2 separate regions of the Mus musculus genome follow, and region 2 is linked to region 1. Evidence: chromatin contacts called from public HiChIP or PLAC-seq data. All regions are on one chromosome and are shown on one strand. Each heading gives the region's core, a stretch centred on a gene start, on an enhancer-like site or on the middle of the called end of the contact. The rest is flanking DNA. Distances are from core to core; before and after follow the strand shown.

Evidence for each region. HiChIP or PLAC-seq counts read pairs in DNA pulled down with a chosen protein or histone mark.
Region 2: a contact with region 1 is called in an H3K4me3 HiChIP or PLAC-seq map of embryonic forebrain, with 6 times the contacts expected there. The contact joins the promoter of Tfpt here to the promoter of Syt5 in region 1. A contact is called at or near these places in 8 of 39 promoter capture datasets (the HPC-7 cell line, cranial neural crest, embryonic stem cells and 5 more), 1 of 484 Hi-C or Micro-C datasets (embryonic stem cells), 16 of 115 datasets of contacts at active chromatin or transcription factors (bone marrow-derived macrophages, craniofacial prominence, embryonic basal ganglia and 8 more) and 1 of 9 other capture datasets (embryonic stem cells).

Annotation. Positions count from the first base shown.
Region 1 is chr7:4,543,399-4,550,047 of GRCm38.p6, forward strand. It overlaps Syt5 (synaptotagmin V), which reads right to left and starts at 4,143. Exons shown (of 9, transcript NM_001360422.1): 1 at 3,915-4,143; 2 at 2,835-2,937; 3 at 2,182-2,354. The coding sequence starts at 2,913. It overlaps Ptprh (protein tyrosine phosphatase, receptor type, H), which reads right to left. Exons shown (of 20, transcript NM_207270.2): 19 at 6,201-6,336; 20 at 5,216-6,114. The coding sequence ends at 5,950.
Region 2 is chr7:3,627,426-3,634,074 of GRCm38.p6, forward strand. Tfpt (TCF3 (E2A) fusion partner) reads right to left here and starts at 2,504. Exons shown (of 6, transcript NM_001290381.1): 1 at 2,127-2,504; 2 at 1,403-1,661. The coding sequence starts at 2,149. Prpf31 (pre-mRNA processing factor 31) reads left to right here and starts at 2,560. Exons shown (of 14, transcript NM_027328.4): 1 at 2,560-2,631; 2 at 3,133-3,317; 3 at 3,420-3,480; 4 at 5,243-5,326; 5 at 5,879-5,976. The coding sequence starts at 3,141. Gm15927 (a long non-coding RNA gene) reads right to left here. Exons shown (of 6, transcript XR_003946711.1): 4 at 5,613-6,649; 5 at 4,773-5,070; 6 at 3,646-3,978.

The sequences.
Region 1 (6,649 bases), core at 2,893-5,392:
CTAATGAATGTATTGGGATAACAGTACAAATTACCACCATTGATACTGTCACAGGAAAATGTGCAGGAGAAATGGTATATTTACCATGTGCTTGGCACTTAGCACATAAGTGTTATTTTGAACCTAGGCCATCAATTCTAAAGTCTAGTGTAAATCTAATCCACCAGAGATGAGGGGCAAAATACCAAGGTCACCTCATTAGGCGTTCTGATTCACTAGGTCTGTGTGACATCACATCCAGAATTTACATTTCGACAAAGATGGAGTTAATTCTGACACAGGATGGCTTAAATAATAGGAATGGAAGCTGGGTTCCGGGACCCCAAAGGGAATCCTTATAGGTAATAATATGCTCCTTGTTGAGCAAGGAGGGGAAGCATGTGTTAATTACCAGGAGCTTGAGGCTCAGAGAACAAAGGTGTAGGTAGTTCCAAAAGATGAAAAAATGGTCCTTAGGGTTGGAAACCCCAAACTGCCTGGCCTGCATTCTACTCTGCACTCAGAGGCCTAATATTCTACCAAAGCCTTTTATTATCAATCATTATCATTGCTATTGTTATTATTGTTGTTGGTGGTGGTGGTTTTTCATGACAGGGTTTCTTTGTGCAGCTCTGGTTGTCCTGGAACTCTCTCTCTGTAGACCAGGCTAGCTTCAAACTCAGAGATCCACCGCCTCTGCCTCACTAGTGCTGGGATTAAAGGTGTGTGCCTCCACCGCCTAGCTGTCTTTTTTTTTTAAAAAAAAAAAAAAGCGTTTTTTTAAGATTTGTTTTATCTTATTTATTTTTGCTCGTTTTATTTATTTATTTTACGTGAGTACTCTGCTGCATGTACACCTGCATGCCAGAAGAGGGCATCAGATCCCTTTATAGATGGTTGTGAGCCATCAGGTGGTTGCAGGGAACTGAACTCAGGACCTCAGGAAGAGCAGCCAGTGCTCTCTACGAGCCATCTCACAGCCTTGTCTTTTATTATTTTACTACTTATTTTTATATCTTAAATTATGTGTAAGTGTGTGTCTTCATATGGTCATGTGCATGGGGTCCAGAGGCACTGGGTGCCCTGAAGCTGGAGTTACAGGTGGCTCTGAGTCACCCCTACCTGGGTTCTGGGGACAGAACTCAGTCCTACAGAAGAGGAACAAGTGTAACAAGTGCGCTCAAGCACTGGTAGATCTCCCTAGTCTTTGATTTTTGAAGAGTCCATCTAAGTCCTTGCCCATTCTCTCTCTCTCTCTCTCTCTCTCTCTCTCTCTCTCTCTCTCTCTCTCTCTCTCTCTCTCCCCCCCCCCCCGTGTGTATGTGTGTGTGTCCATTCATCCACATATATGACATTTATGCTGGAATAAATTCTCCTAAATATTTAGGGTAGTGTAGCTGTAGTAGGACTCTGTGTGTGTGTGTGTGTGTGTGTGTGTGTGTGTGTGTTGAGATGTAATGTATACCTATGCATGTTGGTATACACAATCTATTCCTGTGTATGTGGAAGCTTGAGGTCGACATTGGGTGTCTTTCTCTATCACTCTCCACCTTATTTTTTGAGACAAGATCTGAATGTAGAATTTACCACTTCTGCTTACAGAGATATGCCTGTCTCTACCCCCACCCCAGCACTAACTGTAGGAGCTATAGACATGTACAGAGCCAGGTTCTCAGCCCTGATCTTTGGTTTGGTTTGGTTTTAATTGAGGCAAAGTCTCACTTTGTAGCCCAGCTTGGCTATGCAGGCACTATATAGCTCTGGCTGACCTTGAACTCAGAGCAATCCCACAGTCTAGGCTGGGATTATACATATACATCATCAAATCCAGCTCAGGCAAGAGAGTTCTTGTGGATAGTTGCTAGCTCTGATCCCGAGTCCAGTGGATAAAGTGGGATTAAGAAGTGAAGGGGCAAAAAGAAAAAAAAAAAAACAACAACAACAACAAAAACCCGGGCGGTGGTGGCGCATGCCTTTAATCCTAGCACGTGGGAGGCAGAGGCCTGAGTTCAAGGCCAGCTTGGTCTACAGAGTAAGCTCCAGGACAGCCAGAATTATACAGAGAAACCCTTTCTGGAAAAAACCAAAAAAAAAAAAAAAAAAAAAAAAGTGAAGGGGCCAAGGACAGAAGATAGTAGCTAGGACATTCAAAGGTGCAGGGGTGTACAAAGGGAAGGATTGAGAGGCTCAGCTGTGTCACACCTTATCTATGTAACTCCGGCCCAGCTCCTTCACTTCCTGAAGATGGACTTGGGCTTGGGCCTGACTCTTTTTGCCCATCCGTCTCCGACAGCGCTTCCGGTAGAGACAGAAACAACTGCTGAAGACCAGGAGGCCCGAGCCCAGCACGATGGTAGCCAGGACCCAGGCAGGCACTGCAGAAGGACGAACATGACATGATTCGAAGCACTGGGAAGGTGGCTGGCTAACTCACGCTTGATTCCATCCAGCAGTTTGATTCTAGCCTGGTTTTCCCTACACCCAACTCCATTATATTTTAATCCCAATTTTCCTTCTAACCAATCTCACCTATAAAGCTCAATTTATGCCCTAACCCAAGCCGACATTTGTTTTCTTATAATTCTGATGTCTCTACACCCATTTTAATTTCTGCTCGCTCCCTACTGCTTTTAGCTTTCACTCCTGGGCCTGTTCACATTCATCCACTTCTGATTCCATTCCATGCCACACCCGTGATCTGGTTTGCCTCACTATTTCAGAGTCTACTCGTCTGGGATACCGACCCACGATTCCTGCGGGATTTTCCAGCCTACCCACCCGAGTCTTTGCTACTGAGACCCTTCTCTGGGGATCTTGAGAGGCTGTCCACTAGGGCTAGCCCAGGGTCTTCTCACCTGCGCCCTGCCTGATGCGGCTGGAGTCTGGAGGTGTCTTAGGCGCTGGAGACCCCAGGGTCGGGGGTTCCGGGAACATGGCGTCGGGGTCCTGCGGTGCTTCCTGCAGAGGTACCCAAATACTCTATCCCCACCCCACCCCACTCCTACCCAAAGCATCCAGTGAGTTTTCTCACGCATCAAAGAACCTTAAATTCCATTGATTTTTGGTGCACACTAGGAGTTAATCTCAGCCTCTTCACGCCAGTGGCAGGCTTTGGGGGACCCAATTCCATCACAAAGGGATACTTCCTCTGTATGCCACCCCATCCCATTCTCTTCCCAATCCATTCTCTTCTACCCCTTCCTTGCTCTTCCCAAGGGCTTGAACCGGAAGTGGGCGCAGGCAGGCGTGGGAACCAGCAGACCACTGTTGCCCTGAGCGACCGCCAGGCTCCAGGCAGGGTGATAGCAGTGCTGGTTGCTGGGCAACGAGCCTGTTGCCAAGGCAACGGGAGGGACTGACGCACAGAAACGAAGTCCGGGCGGTGCCGGTCCATGGGACCCAGGTCCGGGATCCCGTGGCACAGCGAGAGCGGCCTGTGATCTGTGCATCTACAGTGGCTCCTCCCATCGCATGGGACCCCTTGCACCACCACTCTTTCTGGTAAAGTGGAGAACCTGCCCCGGCACCTCTGCTGGGCCTTCACATCCTCTTGCTCATGAGTCTCTTGAGCGCACCCCGACTCTGTCTTCACACCTGTTCTCGTGACCGGCTCGGCCCCCACTTCTTTCTCGACCCCAGATAGGCATCTTCCCTCTTCTGTCCCCCACAACCTTCTCTCGTCAGCGCCTCTACTGCCCTCTGTTGTCTAGCCTCTCTCTCTCAGTCTCTCTTTGCTTTTTTTTGACTACCAACCTGCTCCCTTTGTTTCCACACCTGTCTCTCCTCTCCACATAGCAATTTCCTTGGTTAGGGCTTCAACCTGCCGCTCAAAGTTGAACCTTGTCGACGACCCTCCTCCACCCCTCTCACACGCCAGACCCCCCACGAATGGGACCGAGGATGTGGCTTGGACAGAGGGTCCCAACAGCTCCTACCTGCTAGGTGTCTCGACAGGACCCTTCTGGAGGTGTTGTGGGCTGCTGGGACCCCGCCCCCAGCACGTGGGTGGATGGCGCTTTCCCTTGTGTGCTGATCACACAGTTTGGCAGGGTGGGGGCGCGGCTGAGCCTAGCCAGGCTAATGTCTGCGCCCCTGTGTGAGATCGCGCGCGCGCGCGCGCGTGTATTTGTGCATATGTGTGCGTGCGTGTTCTGCCCCGGAGAAGAGAGAACGCCCTGCTCCGCCCCTCGGCCCGCCACACCCGAGAACCACCATGGCGCCCACGTACGTTGATCTTAGTACCCTAGAATGTTCTGACGTCTGGCTAAGTCATCGGACATCTACACTGAGTACCAGCCCCCACAACACACACACACACACACACACACACACACACACACACACTTTTTACAATGCAAATAACTGGATTCCAGAGCACTCGGTTTTAGAACCTATGAAAACCCTCTCTCTGGAGACTTAGCTACCCAGATTCTCAAAGCAAGAAGTTAGAGTCGCCAGCATCTCTGCTCTCAGACATTGTGTTTCCTTACCCAATTCCTGGCTTCAGCCAACACACAACCTATACTTCTTGTGTGTGTGTGTGTGTGTGTGTGTGTGTGTGTGTGTGTGTGTATGTGTGTGTGTGTGTGTGTTGGTGTGTATAGTGGTGCACAGTGGTGCACATTCATGTGGGCATGTGTGTGAAGGTCAGAAGACAACTCAGCGTGTTTTCCATCAGTGCTGTGCACCTTATTAAGACATTAAATTGCACATTTTTTGCAATTATAAGCCATTTTTCATTTGTATGGGGGAGTGGGCATATGGGGGTCAGGGGACAGTTTGAAGGCCGCTGGCTCTCTCCTTCCACCGTCTGGGTCCTGATGGTGAACCCAGGCCACCATGCTTGACAGGAAGGGTCTTTTCCAGCTGAGCCATCTCAGTATCCCTATCGATACTGGTTTGCGAGATGGTCTCCCGCTGGCTTGGAACACACAGATTAGGCTAGGCTGGCTAGTCATCAGGCCTCAGGGATCTGCCTATCACTGGCTCCTCACCTCTGCCACTACAAGCCAGCCCCCTACCACCACCACACCCAGATTTTTCCACCTGGGCTCTGGGCCCCAAACTCAGATCCCCATATTTCCAAAGCATTCACTTTACCAACTGGGCTATCCTCCCAGCCCAAATCCTGTACTTTTTAGGGGGTGGTGGAATATAATGTGCCCACCATAGGTGCTTGGAACCCCCTCTCCTACCCCAGTGTTATCTCCAGAGACAAAAATCCGTTAGCCACCTTCGGGAGGACAGTTTAATAAATTATATAGAAGGAAAGAATGTACAGCCACGGGGCCCAGGGAGACCACAAGCACAGGGGACTCCCTTCAGCCTCGGAGTAAAGGAGACTGATTCGGTTTCTGAGGTAAAAAGGGGACAAGTACCTGCCTGCCTTTGCTGCTCAGGTAGTACAATTCCAGACCCTGATTCCTTCTTTCGAATCCAGGTTCCAGCCTGTTTTTTTGAGAGCCTGCACACCCAGGCGGTAGCTATCTCCACTCAAAGAAGAGAAAACCTAGCTGTCAGTCACCCCTACCTGTCAGTCACCCCGTCACCCCTACCTGTCAGTCACCCCGTCACCCCTACCTGTCAGTCACCCCATCACCCCTACCTGTCAGTCACCCCGTCACCCCTACCTGTCAGTCACCCCGTCACCCCTACCTGTCAGTCACCCCGTCACCCCTACCTGTCAGTCACCCCATCACCCCTACCTGTCAGTCACCCCGTCACCCCTACCTGTCAGTCACCCCGTCACCCCTACCTGTCAGCCACCCTGTCCTCAAGCTCCACCACTCACAGGGCTCACAGTTGAAGTATACCAGCCCTTCCTGCACTTGGACCACAGGAGATGCGTTTCCAGTGACCTCCTCCCATGGGGTTGGGGAGGCTGGGACTTCAATCCTGTTGTCTTGAAGGTCCACATATCTGGGCTTCAGCACAGGTCCAGATCTGGCCTGGGTATTTCTGTGTCTGGGTTCAGCACCCAGAAGCTGAGAACTCAGACTCATGGGCCATGATAGCAGATGCATTCTCATAAACTAAGCTTGCCACGTTCTCATACATTGCCTCCTCTGGGACAAGGGCTGGAGCTGGCTTCTGGAGGGATTTCAAGATGCACTGGTGGAGGAACACATACTGGGCCTGGGGAGGATGCACAGAATGAGGGATGCTTCCTGAAGGGCCCTCAACCCCCACCACACCCACATTGTCCCCCGAAAGCTCCTCACCTCTGTCTGCACCATCAGTGGCCGGCTCTCTCTCATCTTCTTCACAAAGCTGAAGGGACCCACCAGCCCCTCACACTCCAGCTGCCGCAGCAGGACATCCAGTGCAATTAGGGTGCCCGTCCGGCCCACACCAGCACTAGGCAAGGAACAAGACAGGAATCAGGCTGGGCGGTTGATGGCACACGCCTTTAGTCCCAGCACTTGGGAGGCAGAGGCAGGCAGATTTCTGAGTTCGAGGCCAGCCTGGTCTACAAAGTGAGTTCCAGGACAGCCAGGGCTACACAGAGAAACCTTGTCTCAAAAAACAAAAACAAAAAACAAAACAACAACAACAAAAAGACAGGAATCAGGCCTCTGGGGCGGGGAAGGGGAGAAGTCTGGAGTTCTAGGTGCTGAGATTGTATGGTTTTGGAACACCCAGAGAGTGCAGTACTCAGCAAGACACAGTT
Region 2 (6,649 bases), core at 1,254-3,753, 920 kb before region 1:
AACCTCTCATAAACATAAAATGTGTATGTATGTATGTATGTATGTGTATATCAGTCAATCTATCTCTCTATATCTATATATACACACACATATACAAACATATATATGTATACATAAACAAACATATACTGTATGGAGAGAGCTTGCTTCTCTCTCAGAGCACCAGATTTCAGATCTCAGCATCCGCACTAGGTAGCTTACAAACACCTGTAAGTCCAGCTCTCCCCTTCCTGAACTCTGTTAGTACCACACTTGCTAAGCAGTGTTTAGAATCCCTTCCCAATCTCCTCAGCCTCAGCCTCTCCCTTTCCAGGACTTGCACACACCGTGTTTCAGGATGTCACCCACACCCAACAAAGATTTGTTGGAATCCTAACCCAATACTTCAAAAAGTGAGCATCATGCAAACACAGTAATGCCAGAAGCAGCCATGGCTCAACAGAAGTCACTGGTGCAGAGCCCAACCTGAACTTTGTCCTCATGAAAAGGAGAAACTGAGACACTGCCCTCCACCCCAGCCCTCCTATCACCCCCCTCCACCTCCTGTCTGTGCACTAGTTTCAAACCCCTTGCCAGCTCCCATTCATCCAAAGCGCAAATTCCAAACTTCTTCTCTGGTGTTCCTGACTTACTAAGACCTACTTACATTCTGCCCATAGCTCCTTCCTCCTTCTTACTAAGGAGGTGAACTAAAGACTCACGCGATGAGTTAATCTGAGAAAAGAAGGACCCAAGTGAGGTTCAAGAGGCAGAGTAGGCAAGCCTGGAGGTGCCTTAGGTGAGAGGCTGTGAATGAAATCTGAGAGTCACCTGTGACATACCAGAGGCAGAGTATCTGATGCTGTGATGGTTATTACTGATTTTTCAACTTGACAAGATCTAAAAATCACCTAAGAGACAAGACCCTATGCATGTCTTTGGCATGTGGGTTAATTGAGGTAGGAAGATCTACTCTAAATGTGGGCAGCACCATATCATGGGCTGGAATAAACTGAATAAAAAGGGAAAGTCAAGCTGAGTGCCAGTAGTCATCTCTCCATCTCTCTGCTTCCTGCCTATGGATGCAACATCACCAACTGTCTCATGCCCCTGACACTGTGTCTTCTCTGCCGCCACAGATCCTTAAACTCCAAGTCAATGTAAGCCTTTCCCCAAGTTGCTTTTCCCAGGTCACAACAAGAAAAGTAATGAATATAAATATTCTGGAAGAGACTACTTAGGGTGCCTGGCACAGACTTAGACCCACATGGATCTGTTCACTTGTTCAAGTACAAAAGGAAAGGGAAAAAGAAGGACATGAGGAGGAGGAGGAGGCGGTATGAGGAGGGGGTGGTGTTGGCATCGGCAGCGAGGCGGCAGTTCTGGCGAGAGGACCCCCAAATGGGAATCCACACTTACCTACCTGCTCGATCTCCCGGCAGCGCCGACCTAGTGCCTGGTACTTTCTACGATTTAGTTCCCGCTGGCGACGCCTTCGACCCCGGGCTGCCTCTTCCTCTTCATCTCGCTCCCGGAGTCCTGAATCACCCAGACCACCGGACACAAATTCCACTTCTGTCTCTAGCTCACTTTCTAGGATGTGGCCACCAAACAGGGGAGGCAGAGCCAGCTCTGAGCCTGGTGGCGCTGAGAACTCTTCAAAGCCCACGGCTGCCATGGTCCTGTAGGGCCAAGAAGTTTTAGGAGCCTATATTCTGGCTCTCCAAGTCCCTCCCAGGGGGACTTAGGTCCAGGCCCCAGCCTGGAGCCCAGATCCTAGCCCTCTCCTCCATCACACCCAGCAGCCCAGACTCTAGCCCTCCTCCCTCCTACCAAGAAGCCCAGACCCTAGCCCTTCTTGGTCACTGCCAGGGATCCAGGCCCCAGTCCTCGTCCCTAACAATGAGGAATCAGACCCTAGCCTCCTCCCTCAGACTTTGGAGCCCACACTCCAATCTCCTTGCTCTCAGATCCATAAGAACAGCAAATTCCAAATCTCCCCTACGATGCTCCAGTACTGCCTCCGGTTCTCCCACAGAGATTCGAAAAGAAAGCAACTGCACGAACTTCCCCATCGTCCCTGAGAGCACTACAGCCGATCGTTGCTGTTTTTGGAGTCCCCGTTTACACAAAGCTCAGCTACTCACCCCTCTCTCTGTTCCAACTCCATTTCTCTGGTCAAGAGACACCTCAAGCCTCAGAGAGGTGGAGTCTTGCGCAAAACTACCTCTCCCATCAGGCCTTGCGACACAGGAAAACTGGGAATTAAAGTTTCCTACTCTGCCTTCGTTTGCACCCGACTCCAAATTGCGGCTTGAAGCCTTCGGTTTATCCTCTAGCGCCTGCACCGATCGTCCACGTTGTCACCTTCTTTACTCCTGTCTTGTCGCAGTGTCGACTAGCCAAAGCGAATCTCTGTTTAGCAGGCTCAATCCACGGCGACGTACGACTTCCCCTAGCCCTAGAACCCAGCACTCCCGGTCGCCGTCCCGCGAGGCGGCTGCTAATAAAGTTGTTGTCCAAACGCTGCCGGAAATGTCGTAAACGGCCAATCAAAACACAGATTTATCGGCGGCAAGTAAACGTCATCAAAGAGAGCCGAAGCTCTGGGGAAGCAGATTTCTTGGAAACGATTGTGAGAGGATCGAAGCGGTGAGTGTGATGGAGAAGAAGGGATGGCCGGAAGCCAAGCTACTGGAGGAGAAAGTGTAGCGGGCGACTTAAATCATAGTATAAATAATAATATTAAACGTATGGAGCGCCTTAGAACTAATATTCAAGACGTGAGTGGATCACAGCATAACTTTAGGCTGAAATATGGCACGTGGGCCAGACGGGTGGAATGAAAGAACTGAAGGCAGGGTGAGGGAGCAAAGAGCCGGGTTAGGCAAAGATGAATAGTTGCTCAAAGACCCAGAGGTGTGGGGAAAAGTTGCCAGGTCAGGTGGTACCTGGAGGGATGTGCTGTGTTCTGTGTGGGTAGGAACAGGAGACAACCTCCGTGAACTAAGCAAGCTGTGGAGCCTGCGTGCGGCTACAGGAGCTGATGAAGAAGAAACTTAAGGGGATCCGGGAGAAGGTGCTCCTTCTGGTGATATGAGTGGACAGGGTCAAGATGCAGTATTAGGGAACCCCATTCTCCCTTTCCCATAGGCCTTGGGATGTCTCTGGCTGATGAGCTCTTGGCTGACCTCGAGGAGGCAGCAGAAGAAGAGGAAGGAGGAAGCTATGGAGAAGAGGAGGAGGAGCCAGCAATTGAGGATGTACAGGAGGAGACCCAGCTGGATCTTTCTGGAGATTCAGTCAAGAGCATTGCCAAGCTATGGGACAGCAAGATGGTGAGGTGGCACCCTTTAAGTCAGCGTTCCTAGGGAGGAGTGGCCGGAGAGCAGTTCTTTCTGAGAGGCCTAGTTTCTGACTGTGCTCTCCTTCCTCATCAGTTTGCTGAGATCATGATGAAGATTGAGGAGTATATCAGCAAGCAAGCCAACGTGTCGGAAGGTGCCTCCCACCCTCACTTTCCTCTGCCCATTCTGACTCCCCGACTCTCTTGCTCCTTATGGTTTTATCACCAAGTGTCTCCCTCCTCAGCTTTCCTCAGAGCATTCATTCTTCTTTTTTTTTTTAAATCCAGTTACTGACCCTCTGAAAACATACTGCATTGTACCCAGACATGATATGTGTTTATATCTCACCACTTAGGAGACTGAGGCAGCAGGTACATGAATGAGTTCAAGTCCAGTCTGGTCAGAGTCAGCCTGGGTAAAACCCTGTCTCAGAAATAGGTACATTCATGGAGTTGGAGAGATAGTTAAGAGTATCTGCTGCTCTTCCAGAGGTCTTGGGTTTAGTTCTTAGCATCCACATGGGTCATAACTATCTGTAACTCCAGTTCTTGGTGATCTGACATCTTCTGCTCTCCATGGGCATTATATATATATTATGCACATCAGGCAAAACGCATACATACATTTTTTTTAGAAGAAAGTGAGACAACACCTATGTTTAAAAAAAAGGAAGAAAGAAAAATAAACATGCATATTGTACTATAAAACTGATGTGTTTTCTAATTGTGAGAAGACTTGTCTCTGGGTTCTCTGAACTATAGGACCTTTTCCACATCCACAGACAGGGTGTGTACACATGTATGTACGTATATTTTTAAATATGGAGACAAGGTTTCACTCTGAAGTTCAGACTGGCCTAGAAGTTACTAGGTAGCCTATAGTGGCCTTGAACTCTCAGCAACCATCCTTTTTCAGCCTCCTGAGTGTGAGGCAGAAGCAACCATGCCCACTCTGTAGTCCCTACAGAAGGGACTGACTAACCCTGCATTGGGTCAGGGAAGAAGTGCCCCCTGTTGGAATTTGAGTACTTGTGCTAACCCTGGGGAAGGAACAAGGGCTGTTAATTCACTGAGTGATGGGAGTCTCCCAGCCAGCTTCTACAGGGATTCCAAGTGGCAGGCAGAGAAACTTCTTGTTCCGTAAAGCCAAAGAAAGTCACAGAACGTGACTGCCTGATGTCAAGTTTGATGAATCAGGTCTGCTCATGTCAGGTGTCTTAACTAGTGGGGGAAGTGGACACAAAGCCTGTCTAGCAGAGGTGGCCCAATTCATGCAGACTGTCACCCTTCTGGGGTGGAGGTGGGGGGTTGTTTAATGCCCTCAGAGTTTTAATGACCTAAAGGGACATGTGAGGCCACATTACTCAATACCAATTTAATTGTCTATGCATAAAGTGTGGTTTCTAGAAACAGACTTAAGGAATGTCCCAGGGAGATGGAGCAGTACCTGTGAAGGCAGGAGGAGTGAAATAGCCTTGAGTGCCCGGTGGCGGCTGGGAGGATGGAGCAGAAAAGCAGAAAGGATAATGCTGTAGAGCCAACGAGTCACCGGATCTCACTGAAGGGACTCCTGTGCTGTGTGCACCAAGGTTGCAGGTGTGGGGAACGTGGACCTCCATCTGTATGGGAGACCTTGAGTGCCAGTCTGAGGATCTTGCTCGCTAGCCTCAAGGCTTTGGGAAGCTATAGGAAGGTTTAATTTTGGAGCAAGATGAGGTCAAGACCAGATTGACCCAGAGGATAGACTGCAGGAGAAAGATGAGAAGCAGGAGTAAGGCTCCTGGAGAGGAATATAAGCCTCAGTGAATTCTTCAGCCCTTATGTAGCCCCCTCAGCCCCTCCTTTCTGATTCCATCCAGCCTCCACCTCAGTCCCCAGCTTCGTTCCTCCCCCATCCATATCCCTTCTTCTTTGTAGTGATGGGACCAGTGGAGGCAGCTCCTGAGTACCGAGTCATTGTGGATGCCAACAACCTGACTGTGGAGATAGAAAATGAGCTGAGTGAGTGATGGGAAGGGCTATGGAGACACCAGTATCCTGTGCTCTTCACTCTTTCGTTATGACCCAAAGGGAAGAACAGGCATGAACCTGGACCTCTTTTGTTTGCCTTTCTTGGGCAAAAATATTGCCCTGATTAGGTTCATCTTCTATAACAGAGTAACTAACATAAATTGTACTCTCCTCCATCATAAAAGTCTGAATAAGCAGGGCAGGTCTCGAGTCATCCTTTGACCCCCTTGAGCAGCCAGGCTTTGCCACCTCGTACGTGCTCCAGGATGATGCCCACCTCTGCATCCCTACCAGCAAATGTGGAGGGAAGATAGGCCATAGTTGTTTCCTTAAGGCCACGATCTGGAAGTTGAAAATTGTCACTTTCAGTTCATATTTTGTAGACTTTTGTAGAACAAACTCCCACCTGCACATAGCATTGGAGACAGCTAGGAAATTAGAATGATTTGGGGTTGGTTACTAGAGAGGTGGAAGTAGGTATTGGGGATAGCAGCAGAGTCTGCCTCCCCCTCAGTAGACACCTGTCCTTGATGTCCCATTTAGACATTATCCACAAGTTCATCCGGGATAAATACTCAAAGAGATTCCCTGAGCTAGAATCCTTGGTGCCCAATGCTCTGGATTACATCCGCACAGTCAAGGTGAGTGGAGAGAAGTCTGGCTTGGGAAGAACTGGGGCCACTAGACCATGAAACCTCAAGTCTAGAAATAATGGAGAGTCATGAATGGGGCTCAGTGGTGAGGGACAGATACTGGAATGGATGTGTCATGCACATCTCTTGCTTCCTTCCTCCCCTTGGTTTCATGGGAGGATAACCACTGACCTGGCCCTTACCTCTGGCTGCAGTTGGAGCAGGTGTCCTTTGAGCTGGCAGAGGCCACCGCTGAATAAGAGCTAAGACCCTGCGTGGGAACAAGCAAGGATGAAGTCAGAAGGGGCAGGGAGGGAAGCTTGGAGAGGTCAGAAAGGGCAGAGAACATTAGATGTGGAAGGTGTTGGCTTCTCTACAAGGGATTGGAGCGAGTGGAAGTGAAAGAGCAGGGGTCCTGCCTCTGTCCAGGAGATCAGGATGGTGGCACAGGAATTGTGTCTGTGGAATAAAGTGCGCTTTTGACGGCCTCTTTAGTGCAGCATGTCTTCCTTGGAGGCTGCTTTGCCAGCTTGTACTTCTGCATCCGTAGAGCAGAGCAGGCACACTGATGCTTTAGGCAGGGAGGTTGTAAAAGTGTAAAAGGAAAGAGAGGCCTCCAGTGTATGGACCTTAGCTTTCCCAGCTTCCTCAAGGGGAGACCTCTGTTGGTGTTGTAGCAAAA